Regions from separate parts of the Arachis hypogaea genome. Here region 2 is linked to region 1. The links are chromatin contacts, called in public Hi-C maps. All regions are on one chromosome and are shown on one strand. The core of a region is the stretch at or near the end of the contact, and the rest is flanking DNA. Distances in the headings are between cores, read along the strand shown. Region 1 holds the start of LOC112697136. Region 2 overlaps LOC112697138 (a long non-coding RNA gene).

Region 1 (5,910 bases), core at 133-2,632:
AAGATGAGATCCTTGTTTCATAACCCATAATTCCAGCACAATTTTTTACTTTCAAAGCCTGAATTTAACCTGCCATGCCATTATCACCTGACCAGGAAAAGAATAATCCATAGATGTCTTCCATGCAATAATATGATGAGTTTAGCTAACAAAAAACTAATAAACACCCATGGCATTAGAGAAGATTGCAAGTAAATCAGTGTGATCCTTGTCAGTAGTCCTATTGCAATATAAGACTTTAGAGTGTAAGAAAGAACAATTTATGATGAACTTCTAAGAGATTATTTTACAACTTTATAGTGAGCTAAATCATTGTCAGCACTCAGCAATAAAACAATGATAAAAGTATCAAATACAGAAGAAATCTCCAACTGTACAGCACAGTGAAATGCCATGTATAGTTGTTTTATCTCAATTAATAGCTCTATCTAATTTTAAATTATGACCTCCCCATAGTATAACTACAAACAGAATGATTCATTTTATCTCACGGTGAGCAAAAGAATGCTTCAGTTACAATGACAAAATATATATAATATAAACTCACTTTGTCTCTATCCAACTTTAATATTTTAAGCTCCTCCTGAAAGGACTTGTTCAATTTCTGTTCCTTTGACATTTAAGTGTAGAATCAAATAAGAAAGGAGGGTTAAAAAGCATGGTTCCTTATCAAGAATTACCTCTCGGAGAGCTTCAAGTTTCCATGAACAATAGCCGAAACTTTCTGCAGAAGGTTTACTTCTGCAAAGACATCAAACAACGCATGTAAGTAGCTAGAGCGGACAGCACCAACTATTGCAGATCTCAATATCTCAATATCTCAACAGATTTGTAGAAACTTAACAGTAATTTTAAGTTAATTAAGAACAGATCTCAATATCTCAACAAATTAAAAAATGAATGAAGTTAATTAGTATTATTTTTATTTTTTCTATGAAATTAGCAGCAGCAACAGGGAAGGGACAGGGCTAGGGCTAGGGATAATGAAATCAGAATAGAATCACAATGGAAGGGGTTAGGGATATGGACGAGAAGGAGGCGGATGCCTACCTGAACTAACGGCGATGAGAAGAGATGATGACAAACCTCCGGCGAGGAGAGAAGAAGCAGCGACGAGAGCGGCGCGGAAGGAGCTCGTAAGACAAGAGCACGGCGGAGAGAGGTCGTACGACGATGGCAACGAAGGGAGCAAACGCGATGAGGGCGACGGAGGGAGCTCGTGTGACGTGAGCCGCGACGGCGGTGATAGCGGAGGACGTCACATCTTCAACGGAGAGAGAAGGCAGGGAGTAAGGAAAACGTGAAAAAGTGAAATGAACCATTGGAAGTTTCGGGAACCTACCTCCTTATTCTAATATTTTCGACGGAAAAGTTTAAATTACAGACAGATTTTCTGTCTGTAATAATTTAATAAAATGTAGCATTTTGTCTATTTAATTACAGACGAATTTTCCGTCTGTAACTATTTCCTACGAAAATAAATTAATTTTACCGACAGAATTATCGACGGATTTTATTTTCCGTCTGTAATTTATGCTAATTCATTTTTTTTGTTTTCCAACAAAAAAATCTCTCTGAAATTCTGTCTGTATTTCCGTGGGATAAAATCCGTCGGAAATATCCGTTTGTAATAACTAATTTTCTAGTAGTGAGAAAGGATATAAATTGTAATGGAATTCGATAAAGTGATCTTACTCAAGAATGATGTATTCATAGAAAAAGGATATTGTACTGAAGACTTAGTATTAATAAAGTGAATATTTCTTTGTATATTATTGATTCTTGTGATTTTTGGCATAGTAGATTAGCACACTTAAATTATAAATCAATTATATATATATATATATATAGATTTTAGTAACAAGGATTTTAATAAGAAATGTGACATTTGCATATAATTCAAAATTACTAAAAAATATTTTTCTAAATTTAAAAAAAATACACATTTATTAGAATTGATTCATAGTGATATTTGTGAATTAAATAGCAATATTATTAGAGGAGAAAAAATATATTTTATAACTTTTATTAATGATTGTTCTAGATTTATTTATATATATATTTGCTTAGAAATAAAGATGAAGCTTTTGAAATGTTTAAGAAATATAAAATGGAAGTAGAAAGTATGTATAATAAGAAAATAAAAGTTCTTCGTAGTGATCGAGGTGGAGAATATTTTTCTAATGAATTTGATAACTTTTGCGAATTACATAGTATTGTGCATGAATCTTCCGCAACAAAATGGTTTGGTAGAAAGAAAAAATCGTACCTTAGTGGATATGGTTAATTCAATGTTAGTAAATGTAAAATTATCTTACAATTTGTGGGGTGAAGCATTATTGACATTATGTCATATCCTTATGAAATTTGAAAAGAAAGAAAACCTAATTTGAATTATCTGAAAGTATGAGGGTGTTTAGCCTTTTATCGAGTTCTTGATCAAAAGAGAACCAAATTAGGGCCAAAGAGTCATAAAAGGAACTTTCATAGGATATGCTCAAAATTTTAAAGCATATAGAATATTAGCCTTAGTGTATGATGTAGTTGTTAAATCAAGAGATGTAGAATTTATTGAAATAAATTTTTGAATGAGTCAACTTCTAGTTCAGAATATCCTAAAATGATACTAATATTTCACAAGAAATAAATAATCAAATAATAAACGTCTAAGCGACAAAGGATTGATTGAACCAAGGAAGAGTTTGCGAGTGAGAAAAGAAAAAAACTTTGGTCCATATTTTATTTCTTCTCAAACTATCACCTTTTTGGTAGAAGGAACTAAAATTTTTGTGACAAACAAGATTCCTATTGTAATGAACATAGAAGGTGATCCTCAAGCATTCAAAGAGGCTATGACTTCAAGGGATTCTACTTTTTAGAAAGAAGCAACAAATAATAAAATGGACTTAATATTATCAAATAATACTTGGGTCTCAAGATCAAAACCTATAGGATGTAAGTGGGTATTTTTAGAAAAAAGTATAACACTGATGATTTATTACAAACCCATATAGCAAGGTTAGTAGCCAAGGGGTGTAGACAACAAGAAAGTTTAGACTATTTTGATACCTACGCACTTGTGACAAGGATGACTTCTATTAGGACTCTTATAGCATTAGCATCCATTCACAAACTTCATATACATCAAATGGATGTTAAAACAACTTTTCTAAATGGATATCTTAATGAAGAAATTTATATGGAGCAATGGAAGGCTATGTGCTACCCGAAAATAAAAAAAAGTTTGTAAATTAATTAAGTCTTTGTATGGCGTAAAACAATCGTCTAAATAATGGCATGAGAAGTTTGATTCAATGGTGTTATTAAATGGATTCTCACGTAATAGTACGGATAAATGTATTTACTCAAAATTTACTAAAGATTATAGAGTAATTATTTGTCTATATGCTGATGATATGTTAATCATCAAAAAAATTTAGAAGGAATTCGTGTAATGAAGGAGTATAACTTCTAAATTCAAGATGAAGGATTTGAATGAAGTTGATACAATATTAGACATAAAGGTGCATAAGAATGAAGTTGGCTTTACTTTAAGTCTATCTCATTATATCAAACATGTATTGAAAAAGTTTAATCATCTCACAATTAAAGAATCCAATACACCATATGATCTTAATTTTAAATTAGAAGAAAACATAAATAGACCTATAGCACAATTAGAATATGCTAGTGCTATAAAAAATTTAATGTATACAATGTATTGTACCGGACCTCATATAGCATTTGCTATGTACAAATTATCAAGGTTTACAGAAAAACCTAGCAATCAACATTGGAAAAGCTATTACAACAGTTTTTGGTTATCTCAAGAAAACCATAAACTTGGAATTATATGATAGTGATTATCCAGCAGTTTTAGAAAGTTATTTCGACCTAAATTAGATTACAAATCTTAGTAATAACAAATTCACTTCATGATGAATTTTCACCCTAGGTGGTGGAGTAATAAATTGGGTCTTAAAGAAACAAACATGTATTACACATTTTACTATGGAGGCTGAGTTTGTAGCTTTATCACCCACAGGTAAAGAAGCAAAATGGTTAAGAAATTTGTTATATGATATAAAGCTGTGGCTACAACAGACGACAGTCATTTCAATCTTCTGTGATAGTGAATTAACTATGTCTCGACTATATAATAAGGTTTATATTGAAAAGTCTAGACATATAAGTTTGAGATATGAGTTTGTGAGGCAACTAATAGATGATGGTATAATTACCATTATTTATGTAAGATCAAAGAAAATTTAGCAGACTCTTTGACTAAAGGTTTGTCAAGGGATAAAATCAAAGAAACTGCTGCTAAAATATAATTAAAATCTATTATTGTTAAATGATGAAAACCCAACCTTATTCTAGTAGACCACTAGTTTCAAGGTTTAATGGGTAATAACAAGTTATTTAACAATTGGAGTACTAAGGTATATGATTTAGTGCTACGTACAATAAATAAGAGGGTGAATTAAAACTTTTATGTTTGAAATATTATACCTATTGACAATAGAAGAGTCACAACAATTTATGTATGTGAAAAATTATAATTACTGTCTACAATGTATATAAATATACCTTTGTCCACTATTTAAAATACACTAATTAAGTGTGTATTTTAATTATTGAGAGATTTTTTTGTTCAAGAGAATTAAGAATTTTTTATTATTGTTAATTAAGAAATTCATAAATTTCATTGTATCCTGAGAGAGTATTGTCATTAATCCTATAGCAACTAAATATGGAGACAAATATCTCTCTAAAAAAAGCGATCTAATAATGTCTTGAAACCAAAATACAATTAAAATTTTGTCATCTTCTTAATCATAATTACCCAACACCCCATGCCATTCTCATCTAAAATTGACATAGAGTAGTGAAAACTTCGAATTTTTTGCTTTTCAACAATTTTTGGTTTTCCTTTTTTTTTAATTAAACATCTTAACAAGTGTCCCTAAAGGTTTGGTAACAAAACTCATTATGAAAATACTAAAATTACACCACAAGAAACAAGAGATTTAGTCATGGAAAAACTATGGCTAAACTCTAAAATAACTGTGACGATGATACTTTTGTAACGAATGAGTATACATGGCTAAAAAGGGTGACACGTTTTTAATTAGCCACGTTTTTTGCTCAATTAGCCACTATTTTAACACTTGTGGAAACCTTTTGTTAGCCACAAATTTTACAGATTTGGACGCACTTTGTTTCGTGACATAATGAAATGATGCACAACAAAATTTTTGCTTTTGTCACACTTTATCCATGACAAAAATGGGACGGACATATTTTTTAGCCACAAATTTTTCACTACTTATTTAATATTTTTTTTGAAAATATTTAGCAATAATAAAAAAAAGTAATGCTTCAAATACATATAAAAAACCTATTCAAGTCATCCAAGCACTTTTTCTTTAACGTGCCTCCCTTCTCTCCCAAAGTTACGTGAAATATACGCGCACCCCCTCTCCCTCCTATCAACGTAACAGATTTACGTAAAAATCTTCTTCAACGTAAACATTCTTCTTCTTCTTCTTCTTCTTCAACATTACCGATTTGCATTGTAATTTTCGGATCTATAATCTCTGTTGCTCGTCGTTCTTCTTTTTTCTTCTCTTCAGCTCGTTGTTCTTCTCTGCTGCTCGTCCTTCTTCTTCCTATTCTTCTTCTTTCTCTTCTTCGATTTTGTAGATTTATCTTCTTCATTTTCAGATTCCAATATTCTATCAAAACAATGAATGATTCAACTTAAAATCAGTTGAATGAGAGCGTTTTGGATTATTCTTTTGAAACGAATAAAGTGGACGAGGTTTAATTTTTTTAATCGAATTGAATGGAATGCAATTGTTAAATTGAATTGAATTGAATTGAATTGATAATCTCTCAATTGTAGAC
Region 2 (5,233 bases), core at 1,690-4,189, 86 kb before region 1:
GGTAACCGACAGATGATATCATCAGCCACTAGGGACAGGCATGCATCATATGCATCTATGTGACATTGTTTGGGTATGCATATTGTACTTGGTTTGCCTATGTGATTATCTGCTAATTGTTCTACTTGCAATAACTGTTTGTTTGTGTTTGTATCTTCCTACTTGTGTTTGCATCTGGAACTCTGTTGGATTGTGGTGGATTGATTGTGGTTGGATTGTTTGGGCATAGGGCCGTGGTTGGAATAAGATGAACCGATGGTTGATTTTGGTTTTGTGTTTCTGGTTTGGAATAAAATATGAAAGACTATTTTGGTTCGGTATAGATAAACCGTTTTGAAAGACTTTTGAGTTTTTGAGAATTGAATGGTTCCTTTTTCGAAAAAGGATTTCAGATTTCTCTTTTATTGTAAACCGTTGTTTTTGAAAAGAGGCATAAGACGGTTATTAATCATTGGTACGGTTTATCTTCACGTATCCTATTACAGTAATTCCCAAAAACCCTCTACTGAGAACCCTTTCGAGGATGATGTTCTCACCCCTTACATTTTTCCCCTTTCAGGGTATGGGCGCAGAAGTTACGAAGAATTTATTTAGTTATTGTTGTGATGCTCTGTATGGCCATAGTTATTATTTATTGTACCCTCGCTTTTATCTTGATATATTCTGTAAGAGGGATAGGAATTGTATTGGTTAATGTTTGTAATATTATTTATATATATGTATGTATATATATGGATGTATCTTTTAAGAGTTTTTGTAAGTTATATGGTATCTATGGACGTACATTGTCGAACGAAAGTATTCTGGAACAGTATTGCGGTTTAAAGTTTTAAACAGGCTCATATTTTAGTATTAAATAGTATAAGTGTCGTCGTAATGTCCGAGCTATCAGAGTTGCGCAGCCGGAAGCGTGAACTTTGGTAGTTAGGGTGTTATAAACCTCCTAGAGAATTAGTGCAAATTATTGGTGATGATGCTAGAGGAGTTTGAATACTCCAAAGGATTGTGATGTAGTTTGTAATTTTTTTTTGTTCTAAACCCCGTATAAATACCAAGAAAAAGAGAAAAAAATAGTTTACAAGTAGAAGAACTTAACAATCTTCAGCAGACAACATCCTTCTGGATAACATTAGCAAGCTGAACATCAGACCCCAACCATTTAGTTTTTATAATATAATGTAATTATAGTCAAAATGTTGTTAACTATATTTGCAAACTGATTAAGGGTTAAGTACAATTTTGGTCCCTAAAATATAGGTTGAAAATTTTTTTCGTCCCTAACCTTTTCTTTTCATACAAAATCGTCTCTAAGGTTTAAAACTAAGTTTTAAAATTATTCTTTTTGTTAGGTACCAGACAAATGACACAGCAAAATATAAAAATAAAAAATTAGAAATTTGTATAAAATATAAAAACAATTGAATAACTTTCTTTGAGTATTACAACTTCTCTCTATCACAAGGTGGCTACAATAACATTTTCTCTTAATAAAAGGAGAACACACTTCTCTCTACATATATAGGATAAAACTATTCAAAGAAATATTATGTTATTCTATCTAGATGATATGATTGAAATGAATTAAAGAAAAACTCAATTTATAGGTGAGTGTCTTCAATATGAACCATCTGTCAATTAGAGGTATATAATTTTTCTCTTTTTCAACCATTAAAATTCTAAGGTTATAAACTAGGATTAGTTATTACCTTTCATTTTATTTAGTGATTATTTATTTATTTTTTTATAAATTAGCTTTACTAATTTTCACACTGTTTACTTAAATATTAAAATTTTGGACTAAATTATCCATAACAAAAAAATTATAAAATAAAAAAAATAAGAGAAAGAGAGTGTTTTTACTCCTGTAATGGGAGAAGGGAAGAAGAAGAAAGGGGAAGAAAAAAAGAAGAAACTGTTCACAATCCACCTCTGCCTCTCTGCCACCACTTCTGTATGATTTTGGTCCTTAAGTTAAGAACGATTTTCAAACCAAATTAAACCTTAGAGAAGATTTTGTATGCAAAAAAAGATTGAAGATAAATCAAATTTCTGACCTATACCTTAGAGACTAAAATCGTACTGAACCCTACTTTTAACTTATGACAACTATTTATTTAGTTTATTCTACCTTATAAACTCATATTCAACAATTTAAAAAATAAAATTCTTAGAACTATGACTTCTAAGAAAAGCATTAAACTAAAAGATAAATAAATAAATAATTGCATAATTCTTTTTTTTTTAAATCTTACACTATACACTCATACACACTAGAAACGGTTCATATTTTCTACTCTTTGGATTCAATTCTAGAAGTAACTTGATGAAAGGCCTAAATATATTCTATTTATACCAAGCCTCAATTGCAACTGCATAATTTCAGTAGTTGCTAACTTGCGACCTTTTGTCATATCTCTCTTTTTTCTTTTTCTGGTCAAAAGGTGATATCTATCTAGGCAAAGTATTTGATGGAACTCTTATAAAAAGTTCTATCAAATTGAGTTGACTAAAATATTTATAAATTGGGAACAAAACTCTTAAAAATTTATTAACGACCCCTTCAACCTTTCTTTATCATGGTTGTAATTCTCACCATACTCTATTTTATCCACATTTTACACAATTTAAAAATTAGACTCAAAATTGAGAACACACTAATCTTAATGACTTAGTGCAAAGGCTAATATTCTTCTGAGTTAAAAGATTTTTTTTTCGCTTAACCTCAACCATGAAGAAGAGGCTGATAAAAAATTGTTAAGCATTTTATTTCCGATCCATAAATATAGAAAAGTGAGATAGGACAAATTTTAAATATTTTAAACAGATTCATTTGATAAAACTTTGTGAGAGTTTCATGAAATACTTTGCCATCGAATATGGCCGTTCACACTCTCTCTTGGGCTTCTTTTGTGTTACGATGTACAGCACACTACCAACGTTTTTGTTATTGATTTTGGATAGACACTGCATTTTGCTTTTGCTTATAGCTTCCCCATTTCAAGTTGAGTATTATATATAAAAAAATGACTCATCTCCAAGTCCTTTTTTTTTCTTGGGTATGTGTGTGAGGCTCCCGCATACTTATCAAAACCAAGCCAATAAAAATTCCATCAAGATACCACCCAAAAAAAAAATTCCATCAAGACAATAGGATTATTGTTTAATCTGTAAGTTACTAGCTAGTTGAACACTTGAACCACTTTAAGTTTTAATTATATAAATTAGATATAAAATTTTAGCATGTAGGCATAGTATTTTTGCATTTTTATTGTAATTAAAATCTATTAAAAACCTATTTTCTATATTTGTCTCATTATTCCTAAAAATATGGTGATGGTAAAAATATTCCTAAAAATTCTCATATTTAGTAGCTTCAAAGTATACTTTCTATAGATGAGAGAGAAAGCTTTTTTAAACGGTTTAGTTTTTTAAGCATATTCAAATTTAAATGTTGAAGCCAAAACGTGAGTTTTGTTAATGGCTTTATGAAGTAAATATTTTTTTGCCTTCAGTGGTTTGTAACTAAAAATGAGACACTCGAATTCTAAGATATGCTAGGTTGTTTCTGAGATAGTTAAAATGCTTTTGAGATTATATTTTTTGATATTTAGACTATTTTAAGTTTAAAAGATATCTAATTTTTTTATGTTACTTAAGAAAAATATTTTAATATATTTTACATTTGAACAAATGTTAACTAATATTTAATAAAATTTATTAAATTATATTTAAATTTATTAATCATCAAAATTCAACGATAAAATATTGTGACCCTCTCAAATTCTTCGGTTTTTTTTTTTCATCACTTAGTTGTCGCTTTTAAGCTTAGTGCTATTATTGCTGCTTAGTTTTGTGTGGTCATCACCATTACTATTTGTTCAAGTAGGCTTTGATTTCTCCCTCCTAGCCCCAATTAATTTAGAAAGAAACTTTACCGTTGACAGTCCTGAATAAAACCATTCATTTTGAATTGTTTTCATTTTTGCATAATTTTTGTAAACCTTTTTTTTTGTGCTTCTAAATTTTGTGGCTTTCCTTTGCTACTATTATTAATTATGACATTATTTTTTCTTTCTAACAAAATGTCCACCAATGTTGATGTTATATCTAATGTTAATGTCAATCAATATGATGGAAGTGAATTCCTCTTAAACAATTATTTCCTCATAGTGATTAAAAATATGATGATGTCAATACAATTTTGGTTGATGTAGAGGTCGAAAATTTATTTCGTTCTCAGTCTTTTTTTGGTTACAAAATGATCCTAAAGGTTTTAGTTTATTTTAAAATTATCTTTTTTACCAAAATTTTTTTTATTATCAAATTACTCCTCTCTAAAAAATTATAAAGTAAAAAAAGAAAGGGAACGACGAGAGGAGGAAAGAGAAGCGGGTGAGGAAAGAAAGAGAATGGGGGAGGGAGGGAAGAGAGGAGAGGGAAGAAAGAGAATGGGGGGAGGGAGGGAAGAAAGATAATCGGGAAGGAAAGGTGGGTGGGGGGGAGGGAAGAAAGAGAATCTGGAAGGGAAGGTAGCGCCGCCGCTCCTCGCGGTGCGGTTTGATTCGGTTTTTGAGGGAAAAGTCATCCGATCCGATCGTCTAATTAAACTGTGGTTCGGTTTGGTTCGATTTTTTTGTCAAGACCATCCAAACCAAACCAAACCAATTAAAATCGGTTTGGTTTGGTTCGGTTTGTTCGATTTTTACAATCAATTCAAAAAAAATACTACCATACTATTATGCAAAGTCATAACATTGAAATCGACAAACAAAAATATACAATAACTAACAAAGTCTTGATCTAATGAAATTTAACGACAACAGAATTCAAATACGACAATTAAAGAAATTTAATAGTTCAACAATCAACACAACTGAATAAAAATAAATTGTCATTAAACTGATAGTAAAGTTATGGTGTCTTCTCCAACAAAATAGCTAAAATTCTTAATGTAAACCAACCTGAAATAAAAAAAAACAGTTACATAATAATAATAATAATAATAATAATAATAATAATAATAATAATATAAGGAGAACAATTCCTACACCAAGATGTACTCAATCAGAAGTGAAATTTCTAATTTGGCTTACTCATAATCAAGGCTTTCAATAGCGCTGAGGTTGGCACCAATTATAGCAATCTGGGAGGTTGTGTTAGTCCTTTTAACAAGCAGTGGCTCTGAATATGACATGTTCCTTTCCGAAAACTCCGACCAATTCCTCCGAATTTT

What was found. A called contact is a pair of places that touch in the nucleus more often than the background predicts.
Region 2: a contact with region 1 is called in a Hi-C map of an unstated tissue, with 5 times the contacts expected there. The contact joins the enhancer-like site here to the promoter of LOC112697136 in region 1. A contact is called at or near these places in 4 of 8 Hi-C or Micro-C datasets (leaf and an unstated tissue).

Annotation. Positions count from the first base shown.
Region 1 is chr6:100,066,742-100,072,651 of arahy.Tifrunner.gnm2.J5K5, reverse strand. LOC112697136 reads right to left here and starts at 1,382. Exons shown (of 11, transcript XM_072197398.1): 1 at 1,051-1,382; 2 at 681-741.
Region 2 is chr6:100,155,342-100,160,574 of arahy.Tifrunner.gnm2.J5K5, reverse strand. LOC112697138 (a long non-coding RNA gene) reads right to left here. Exons shown (of 3, transcript XR_003151081.3): 2 at 5,094-5,233; 3 at 4,737-4,961. It overlaps LOC140173500 (a long non-coding RNA gene), which reads left to right. Exons shown (of 5, transcript XR_011862533.1): 4 at 1-73; 5 at 560-798. Among protein-coding and RNA genes, the nearest start is that of LOC112697138, 3.9 kb to the right of the region's middle. Within about 2 kb of position 2,939, at least 3 of the 3 cell types and tissues checked have open chromatin away from gene starts, as enhancers often do.